Regions from separate parts of the Sus scrofa genome. Here all the other regions are linked to region 1. A link is a contact called in public HiChIP or PLAC-seq data. All regions are on one chromosome and are shown on one strand. The core of a region is the stretch at or near the end of the contact, and the rest is flanking DNA. Distances in the headings are between cores, read along the strand shown. Region 1 holds the start of CBL (E3 ubiquitin-protein ligase CBL). Region 2 holds the start of BCL9L (B-cell CLL/lymphoma 9-like protein). Region 3 holds the start of VPS11 (vacuolar protein sorting-associated protein 11 homolog).

Region 1 (2,898 bases), core at 227-2,726:
GACACAGCTATGAAGAAGTAAAATTCTCCCAAACGCCAAAATTAAAGTGGAGTTATTTTCCACACTACCGAAAAAAGGTAATCAAGACGGCGCATCAGACAAGCTTAAAATCAGATTCTGTACTAAGGTGTCAGGTCCTGTTACCCAAAAAGGTAGAACCCACTGAAAAGCTGGGTGTGTAAGGAGGAAGTTCTGAAAGAGTCAGAATCTGCTGCTTAACCCGCTCAGGCAATACATCTCTCCGAAGATAATAGTTATAACCAGAACTTGTGGTTTAATCAGTGCATTTCTCAGCACCAGCAATGGATCCCATCCAATGTTTTGGGGGATAAAAACTTGAGCCAGCGCTATATGGGGAGGAAAGTTCCTCCCTCGGCCCATTTAAACATCCCCCATTTCTTTTATCTCGGAGTTACATCTTAACGAGAAAAAAACCGAAATGTTCACCCAGAGCGCGGTTTGCCTGCGGAGTTGTCAGGACCCCAGGTCTCTCAATCGGAGCCCGTAAAAGTAATTCCTTAGAGCTCATCCAGCTAATAGTTCTTAGCCGGTAAATCAAGAGCTCTTCCTCACCCGCCTCCCTCCTATCTCCCGGGGCCAATTCCGTGACCCACATCCTTACTCTCTGCACAGAGCCCCAAACTCTGCACCCCCCATTATACTTCCGCCCCGGTGGCTCCCCAGTTAACCTTCGCCCCAGCCCCCACCCCATCTTTGTCTTGCAACCCCAAACACACCATCTCAACGTTCCCCAATCCCAACCGCAGCCCTTCCCCCACCGTCGACCCCCATCCTCCGGTCCTCCTCCCCACCCCTACGCCCCCACCCCTCGGCCCCGTCACCCCAGTTCCTCGCCTCCCAGCCTCGCACGACCCGTCCCCTCCCCCAGCTTCCTCTGTCCCTTCCTTCCCCTCCCTCGGCCCCTCCGCCCACACCCACCCCTGCTCCCGCGGGTCCTAGGCAGGCCTTTCACCTTGTCCATGAGCTTCCAGCACTTCTCCACCATCTTCTTGTCCACGGTCCCTGGCGGGTGGGGGCTGAGGTGGTGGTGGTGGTGGTGCGGCTGGAAGGCGTCCTTCATGAGCCCGATCAGGCCGCCCGAGCCCGATCCTCCGGAGCCGCCGCCGCCCCCGGCCCCAGAGCTCTTTTTCACATTGCCGGCCATGGCCCGGGGAGGGTGAGGGGCCCAGCCGCGTCCGCCGGCTCCGCTCTGCTGCGAGTGAGGGAAAGAAGGAGGGCGTGAAGGAGGGGCCTCTCCCGGCCGCCGCCGCCACCGCCGCCGGCTGTCCGGGCCGAGGGAGGGGCGGCCGAGGGGAGGGGGAGGGGGCGGAGCCCGGAGCGCGAGTCCGCGCGGGCGCGCCCCTTCAGAGAGCGCGAGCCCGGGGGCGGGAGGAGCGCGCGGAGCTCAGGGAAGTCGGAGGCCGCCTCTGGAGAGGGGAGCGACCTCCTCCCAAGCCACGGCTCCCGGAAAGCGGCGGCCAAGTTTCCGCGCCGCCTCCGGAGTCCCTGCCCCGGGGGGGCGGGCCCAGGCAGAACCTTCACGCCAGTGCCCCCTGCTGGAGGAGCGGGGAAAGGACGGGGCGGGGTCTAACATGGAGTCTGCGCACTGGGTAGCAGTCAAGCCCTCCATATTCCTTATGGGTGGTTGGTCGTTGCTCTTGGAGAGGGTTATTGGAGCCTTTAAATTAAGACAGGTAGCTCTTGAAAGAATCTCGTCGTCTAGCCTTTCCTCCACACCTGACAGATGAGGAAATTGAACTTAAAGTTATTTGTTTCTTCACATTGTGGGTGAAAAAGGGAAGTTAGTGTTCTAAACTTGTTAAGTCGGGACCAAGCACAGGAATGTGACTGCTGCAGATTGTTGCATCCTGTTTAGACCCCAGAAAATCTTGAGACACTCAGGCCGCAAGCTTTTCTTCCAGGCCCTTTGACCTTCTGAAAACAAAATAGTTCTCCCTTTTTTTTCCCTTTGAATACTAGTTCCTTTTCTGGGAATTGAATATTTTCTTAAGTTACCCTGCTCAGCGCATTGCTCTGCAGGTGGGCATATCTAACATCAGGCCCCCAGCATGGAAACTGTGACCTTCAAGCCCAGGCCTGAGGAATACTCACTGCTCCCATGAAACAGAAAGGCGGTTTCCAGTCACGTCAGTTTCTAATCTAAAAGTTCTGTTGGAAGAGCTTTGAAAAAAAAAAAAAAAAAAGAACTTCCCTCCTAAAGAAGGAAGTGCCCTGCCCTAATTTGCTAATTCTGAACCTCAGCTTTGGGAGCTTGCAGGCCCCAGTGTGTCAATAAGTACTCAGTTCCTCCTTAGATTCCATGCCTGGTTCTTCCACAAAGCTCTTGACTGATTAGGGGATTAAGCTTATCAAATGATCCTGTAAGAGGGGAAAAAATATCTCCGCACTTGAGCACTCTTCAGCCAGACATCCTTGGTTTGCAATTCAATGGCCTTCATCTATCAGTGGAGTCATTCCCTATCAGTAGAATTTCCATTAATCAGTTCCTACCTAGAAAGAGTTAAAATGTCTAAAGAAAAAAATCTAGGCAAAGCTCTTAGATAATTGTCAAGATTTTGCATCCCTAGTGCCTCCACCCTTACTTGTCAATCCTCCTTCTCTCTTCCTTGGTCTATTGAAACACTTTCCTCACTGATTTCCCTGCCACCGCCAATCCATTCTGCTACCAAGCCAGTGTTCTTAAAGTCTAGCTCTGACACCGTCACACACAAAAAAGCACTTTAAACATCCCTGTTACCTCCTGAAGTTAACGGTCATGATCTAACACCAAACAGCCTTACAGTAGTTTTATACTGTTCCAATATCTGTATCCTATGCTCATCAAGTTACAAAATACCAGAATTCCTTCTCTTCTCATTACCATTACTCAGATGCCCT
Region 2 (2,898 bases), core at 259-2,758, 240 kb after region 1:
GGATCTGACCCGCGTCTGCGACCTACACCACAGCTCATGGCAACACTGGATCCTTAACCCACTGAGCAAGGCTAGGGATCAAACCTGAAACCTCATGGTTCCTAGCCAGATTCGTTAACCACTGAGCCACGACGGGAACTTCAAGTTTTAAGTGAGAATAACACCTATCTCATAGGGTTGTGATGGTCCAATCCCTAACGATGCTTGGTCTTGACATAGTAGGCACTTGGGGAAGTTTCGCTCATTGGCTCAAATGATGACCAAGAGTTAGTGTGTATAAAAATGCTTTGTAAACTTCCATGTTAGGCACCCACAGGGGTTGTTATGTTATCTTCTTTCAGGATTTCTCCCTCTTTTCCAGCTGTGCCTCCCCAGAGCTTGCCCAGTACCCAGCTGTGAGCACCATCAACCTATCAAGTGTATGTTTACTGAATCCCTACTATGAGCCCAGCACTCGTGTGCTGTGGGGAATAAAGAAGCTTAGGAGGTATGGTTTGGGGCCCCAAGAGTTTTTGGGGGTAACCAGATATACACACAGGAGAAACAAGATAAAACATACAAGTAGGTACTCGGTTGGGTAGCACAGATGTAATAGATGATCAAAAGAGACGGAGGTCAGTGAGGGCTAGAGCCATCTGGGGGCGTCTGTGAGGAGGGGCAGGGGACAGATCAGAGGAAACAAATAGCAAGAACAAGGGAGCTTGCTAGTGCCCTTCATTTCTGAAGCCAGCAATGCTTGTTACTTGTTGGTATTTTGGGTGCAGGGGGCAGTGGGATACAGGGAAAGTGCCTTGGGGTAAGGACACCCAAACTCTAGTCCTGGGCTTACCACTTTCTAGCTGTGTAACCCTGAGGAAGTCCTTAACTAATGCAAGCCTCTGTTTCCTCATCAGTATTATGGGGCCATAACATCTTTCTCACAGGTTTGTGGCACACGTTGAAATAACATATGTGAAATGCTTTAAAATAGTGCCTGACAATTTCTTTTTCACTGCACCTACTCACCTATAGGGTCTCCTTGTGTGTGTGTGTGTGTGTGTGTGTGTGTGTGTGTGTGTGTAGCACTTTGAGGTTAGGAGAGAGCTCTTTTGAGAGAACAATGGTTTTACTTCTACAAACATTTTCTTAGCATCCACTTTGTGATGCTGAGGATTGAGATGAAAAAATTTAGTCTACATCCTCAAGGACCTCATGGTCTACTAGGAAAGAGAGATGAATAAAGAGATGCTCAGTGCATAATGAATGTGGGTGGGTACAACCGAGAGGGACCCAGTTGTGTGTGTGTGTGTGTGTGTGTGTGTGTGTGTGTTGGGGGTTGGGGGAGTCTAGGCAACTCCCACTCCTTCCAATCAGTGTAGATAGGAGGGTGTGTTTGTCAAACCTCTCCCTAGCCTGAGATGTTAGCGCGCCTCCTCCCCAGTCCTCGGGAATGGGGAGGAGAGAGAGATAGACGCCCCCTCCCCGCCCCCGGGCCAACCTGCCTCCCGCAAGCCGGCCGGGCGCCTTACCGAGTCAGACCACTGGGAGGCTGGGGGAGCCGGGTTGGGCGAGGAGGCGAGCGAGATGGGGGAGCTCTTATTTTGACAGGGGCCTCTCCGGGCTCTGGTATGAAGGCAGAAGGAGGCAGCCAGAGAGCCCCGATGCTTATTCAGGCTGGGGAGCGGAGCCGAGTGGAGGGGCGAGCGAGGCTCCGGCAGCGCAGGGGAGCCCGGGGAGGCGGCGGCGAGCGGCTGAGCCAGTGGCCGGACATGCCCCGGACTCGGGGCCGCTGCACCACCGCCGCCGCCCGGAGCCAGCCGGCCGGACACCCGCACGCCTGGGTCCCCCGGCGCCGCGCCGCCCGGGGGCTGCGACCTGGACCCTCGGCGTCCGACCAACAATAAGCGCCCAGACAGCCCCCTCCCCGCCCCGCGCCCGCCGTCCCCGCGGGCCTCGGGGAAAGTGAAAGGAGGAGGCGAAGGAAGGAAGGAAGGAAGGAAGGGAGGAGGAGCAGGAGCCGGAGCCGTGAGGTTCGGGGCCGAGACCCCAGCCCCGAGCCCCGGGCCGGGCTGTTGTGCGCGTTCTCCCGCCGCTGCCGGGCGCCCACGACCATGCTCCGCGGTTGGGAGGCAGGAACCCAGGCGCCCAGCGACCCCCGGATACCCACTCCCGGGCCGTGCTGGTACTGAGATCAAGGCGTCCAGGATCAAAAGATCACTGCCTGCCTGCCCCCCTCCGCACCTCCAACTGGCGAGCAGGAGGACCCCAATCCACCCACCGACCCTGACCTGGTCATGGCGTCCAGCTCCGGCCTGGCGTGAGGACCCCCGACCCGCGCGAGGTGAGGGGTGGGCTGGGGCCGAGGGCGAAAGTCATGCCAGGCCAGCAGAGGCGTGAGAAGGGAGATCCACTTCGAATTGGGGAGGGGGGAACACTGGCTGATTGTCCCTTGCCCTCTGGCATGCACCCCCAGGCTGTTTGAGGGAGGGTTGCTCCCAGGGTTAGTGGAGGCTACTCTTGGGCCCCCAATCAGGTTGGCAACCCCAGAACACAGACGGGAGGGATTAGGGGCAGTCAGGGGACCCTGCCACCCTAGCGCAGAGAACAAGGCCGGCCTTGGGCCAGCTGGAGCAGCAACCCTGCCCTGGGGGCTTCTGGGAGATGTAGTCCCCCTTCCAGGCTCACCAACCCCTTGGGTCTCAGCACCCCAGCACTCCTCTCCTGGCTCATGGGAGCCTCCAGAAGGAGGTGCATTAGGAATGGGGATTGCTGGGGGTCACCCTCTGTCCCCAAGCACTGTCTAGGACCTGCAGGGGCTGTGACTGGAGGAGTCACCCCTGCCAAGGATTCTATGTGATGTGGGCTTGGCTGGGGGTGGGGTGGGGCAGTCACAGAGTTCCTTGGAGGTGTCTCTGCACT
Region 3 (2,898 bases), core at 180-2,679, 130 kb after region 1:
ACGAGCTGCAGAAGCAACTTGGAAGAAAATCTATAAAGAATCACGGGATATTAGCTTTGCCTACTTTCTGCTTACCAATGGCCATAAAGTTGAGATTTTCATGGACAGTCAAACAAGACACGACAGTTGGCTCTGTCCCTGGAATGGCAGGGAAGATCCGAGTGCAGAGTGGATTGCCACCATCTCTCTTCTCCAGGTTCCAGATCTTTACCTGTAGACAGACCTTAGATGTGTGAATACTAGTCACCCTACAACAACAACCATTCAAAGGATTCTGGGTCTTCCCCATCTTCTATTTAGTACTCACCAAGGGGTTGATGCCCTCTTCATCCTCACCAACAGATGCCAAAATATTGTGCTGTTTCAGTTGGTACAGGTGTGTCACCCGTAATTTGTAGGCCTGGAAACCCGTAAGCTGTAAGGAGCGGGGCAAGAACCAGATCTGGCCTTCCATATGTGCAGAGTAGTCAAGGAGCCTCCTTTCCAAGGAGATAGACTTATCTTATTTAGGCCAGAACCCCAAAAACCACTAACATACATACAACCCCTTAAACTTTTCAAGGGTTTTTCCACATATTATCTCTTGGAAAGCCCTATCTTAAAAAAAGTAGAAAAGAAGGCCAGAATTTAGCGACAGCAATACAGAGAACAAAGCACCAAACTGATGGTCTCATTTGACTCCTTGCCCACATTAGGCAGGGAAGATAATGACACCTTACATAACACAATTTTTTTTGGGGGGGGGGAGCATATGGAGCTCCCAGGACAGAGATCAGATCTGAGCCACAGTTGCGACCCAACGCTGGATCCTTTAACCCACTAGGCCCTGGGGAATTGAATCTACCACCCATGCCACCAGTCCAGTTGTGCCACAGTGCAAACTCCCATATTCAACTTTTAAAGCCAAGGTGCAACCGTTCTTTTGATAGATCTTAAAAACAACCTTACCAAATTGTTATTTTACACCCCTTTTGCAGATAAAGAACTTGAAGCCCATAGAGATTAAATGACTTGCCCAAGACTGCTCGCTCAGCAGGCAACAAGATACAGAATGGACTTCCTCCTTTTCTTGCCTCTGACCACAGAGCTAGCACTGGGCGCGCATCTAAAGGAAAGTGGCACGAAAAAGGAAAACCTCTGACGGACATATTTCATCCAAGCTGGGGAGGGAAGAGACAGCTCCAGAGGAAGGATATCTCCAAAGACTAGGCTCCCTCGGCCTGAGTCGCAGACAGTGATGCCAGGAGGGAGGCAAAGGAACTTGGAAGCAGCAGGTGCAGAGGCAGGTGCGGGCCCGGGAGCAGCTCCATCATTGCCCAGCGGCTCTTTCACCAGCTCCTTGTCGAAGAAAACGAAGCGCCGCCACTGCAGGTAGGCCGCCATCTTGGCCGACGGCCCCCGCCTCCGCGAGAGAGGTCACGTGAGAAGAGGCGGTGGATCACGTGACCCGACAGCTTCCTGGAGCCTGGGTGCACTTGCGCTTTTCTGTCCCGGAACAGGTTCCGGCTACTGGAAGAGTGGGCGGGGCCGCGTGAAGCCGGGTTCCCGGACCTGCGCCCAGCAGCCAGCTCGGTTTGCGGTTTTGCTGGCTCTGTAAGTGCGCTAGCCAGGATGTTTTTTGAGAGCTGGACCTTCACGTCTTTGCGCAATTACGATTTCGCGAGCAATTACGGATCAAGATGAGGACTTGATTGTGAATTTGTAACCCGCTGTGCCTAGATGAATTACGTTCTACCGTCACAGGACTCTTCAGGCAAGAGCCTTGAAGCAGAGCACTGAGTGATTTAACAAATGGCAAATGCCTAAGACACTCCCTCGTACCCACCAGGCCGGACCTGGGTTAAATCAACTGTGAGTGTGGAAAACTGCAGTTTCACGCAACAAGAAACTACAAATAGAAATACCCGAGTCATTTGAGATAGTATGGAACATGGCAAAAGTGGTCATATTTTTAGTATTTGTATGTATAGTTAGTATTTGTGAAGTTTATTTTTGCATTCTTGCCCCCATAGGTTTTTTTTTTTGGGGGGGGAACCCCTGAAGCACGTGGAAGTTCCTGGGCCAGCGATCCAACCCATACCACAGCAGTGACTCAAGCCCTATAGTGACAATATCGGAATCCCCAACCTACTGTGCCACAAGAGAATTCCAGCTTTTTATTTTCTAGAACATTTTATTCTTTTTTCCCTTCGTGGAGTTCTCAGAGAGTAGGAGCTGTATCTTGGTTACCAAGAACCAGGTCTAACAGCCTGGTAGATGCTTCATGTTTGTTGAAGCAAGAATGAGGATGGTCTTCCTCTTCTTTCGGCTCCTTGATCTGACGGGAAAGGATGTGTACGTTTGTCGAAAAACCGAATGAGGGGAAGGCACACAGATTTCCTAATTGCCAGCCCAGATTTTTTTCCTCTTTGTCACACAAGTATTGGAACTGTTTCAGGATCTCAATCCATGGGCAGAATCACAAGTGGGGAGTAGATGGGACCCACTTTGTCCTGCCGAGCATATTCTGTACTATTAGAATTTTTAGATCGCATGTCATGTCAGTTGTTAAGACTATGGATAATATATGTTAAAGGAAGCAATGTGAAAGCCAAGAGTGATGTGAACAGCCAACTAACATCTTTGTTGTTGATGTGGTTGCTCCCCCTACTGCTCAGTCTTCCTCTCCATGGGATCTTCTTGCTGATGAGGGCACAAAGGTAGAAACTGGACCGCCAGATGACCCATGGCACCTCATCAGACTTGCTTTCCTTCCTTTCTTCTTCTTCTTTTTTTTTTTTTTCCCCGATGAACCACAATGGGAACTCCTGTTTTATTTATGTATGGTAGTTTGTATCTAATCTCAAACTCCCAATCCATCCCCCACTCACTATCCCCTTTGGTTATCATACATTTGTT

Evidence for each region. HiChIP or PLAC-seq counts read pairs in DNA pulled down with a chosen protein or histone mark.
Region 2: a contact with region 1 is called in an H3K27ac HiChIP or PLAC-seq map of alveolar macrophages. The contact joins the promoter of BCL9L here to the promoter of CBL in region 1. A contact is called at or near these places in 1 of 5 promoter capture datasets (fetal liver) and 1 of 2 datasets of contacts at active chromatin or transcription factors (alveolar macrophages).
Region 3: an H3K27ac HiChIP or PLAC-seq map of alveolar macrophages shows a contact between it and region 1. The contact joins the promoter of VPS11 here to the promoter of CBL in region 1. A contact is called at or near these places in 2 of 5 promoter capture datasets (fetal skeletal muscle and liver), 4 of 47 Hi-C or Micro-C datasets (brain, embryonic fibroblasts, heart right ventricle and 1 more) and 1 of 2 datasets of contacts at active chromatin or transcription factors (alveolar macrophages).

What each region holds. Positions count from the first base shown.
Region 1 is chr9:46,415,515-46,418,412 of Sscrofa11.1, reverse strand. It overlaps CBL (E3 ubiquitin-protein ligase CBL), which reads right to left and starts at 1,476. Exons shown (of 16, transcript XM_003129932.4): 1 at 974-1,476. The coding sequence starts at 1,165.
Region 2 is chr9:46,173,662-46,176,559 of Sscrofa11.1, reverse strand. It overlaps BCL9L (B-cell CLL/lymphoma 9-like protein), which reads left to right and starts at 1,508. Exons shown (of 11, transcript XM_013979456.2): 1 at 1,508-2,320.
Region 3 is chr9:46,284,249-46,287,146 of Sscrofa11.1, reverse strand. VPS11 (vacuolar protein sorting-associated protein 11 homolog) reads right to left here and starts at 1,429. Exons shown (of 16, transcript XM_021062957.1): 1 at 1,197-1,429; 2 at 308-456; 3 at 76-211. The coding sequence starts at 1,383.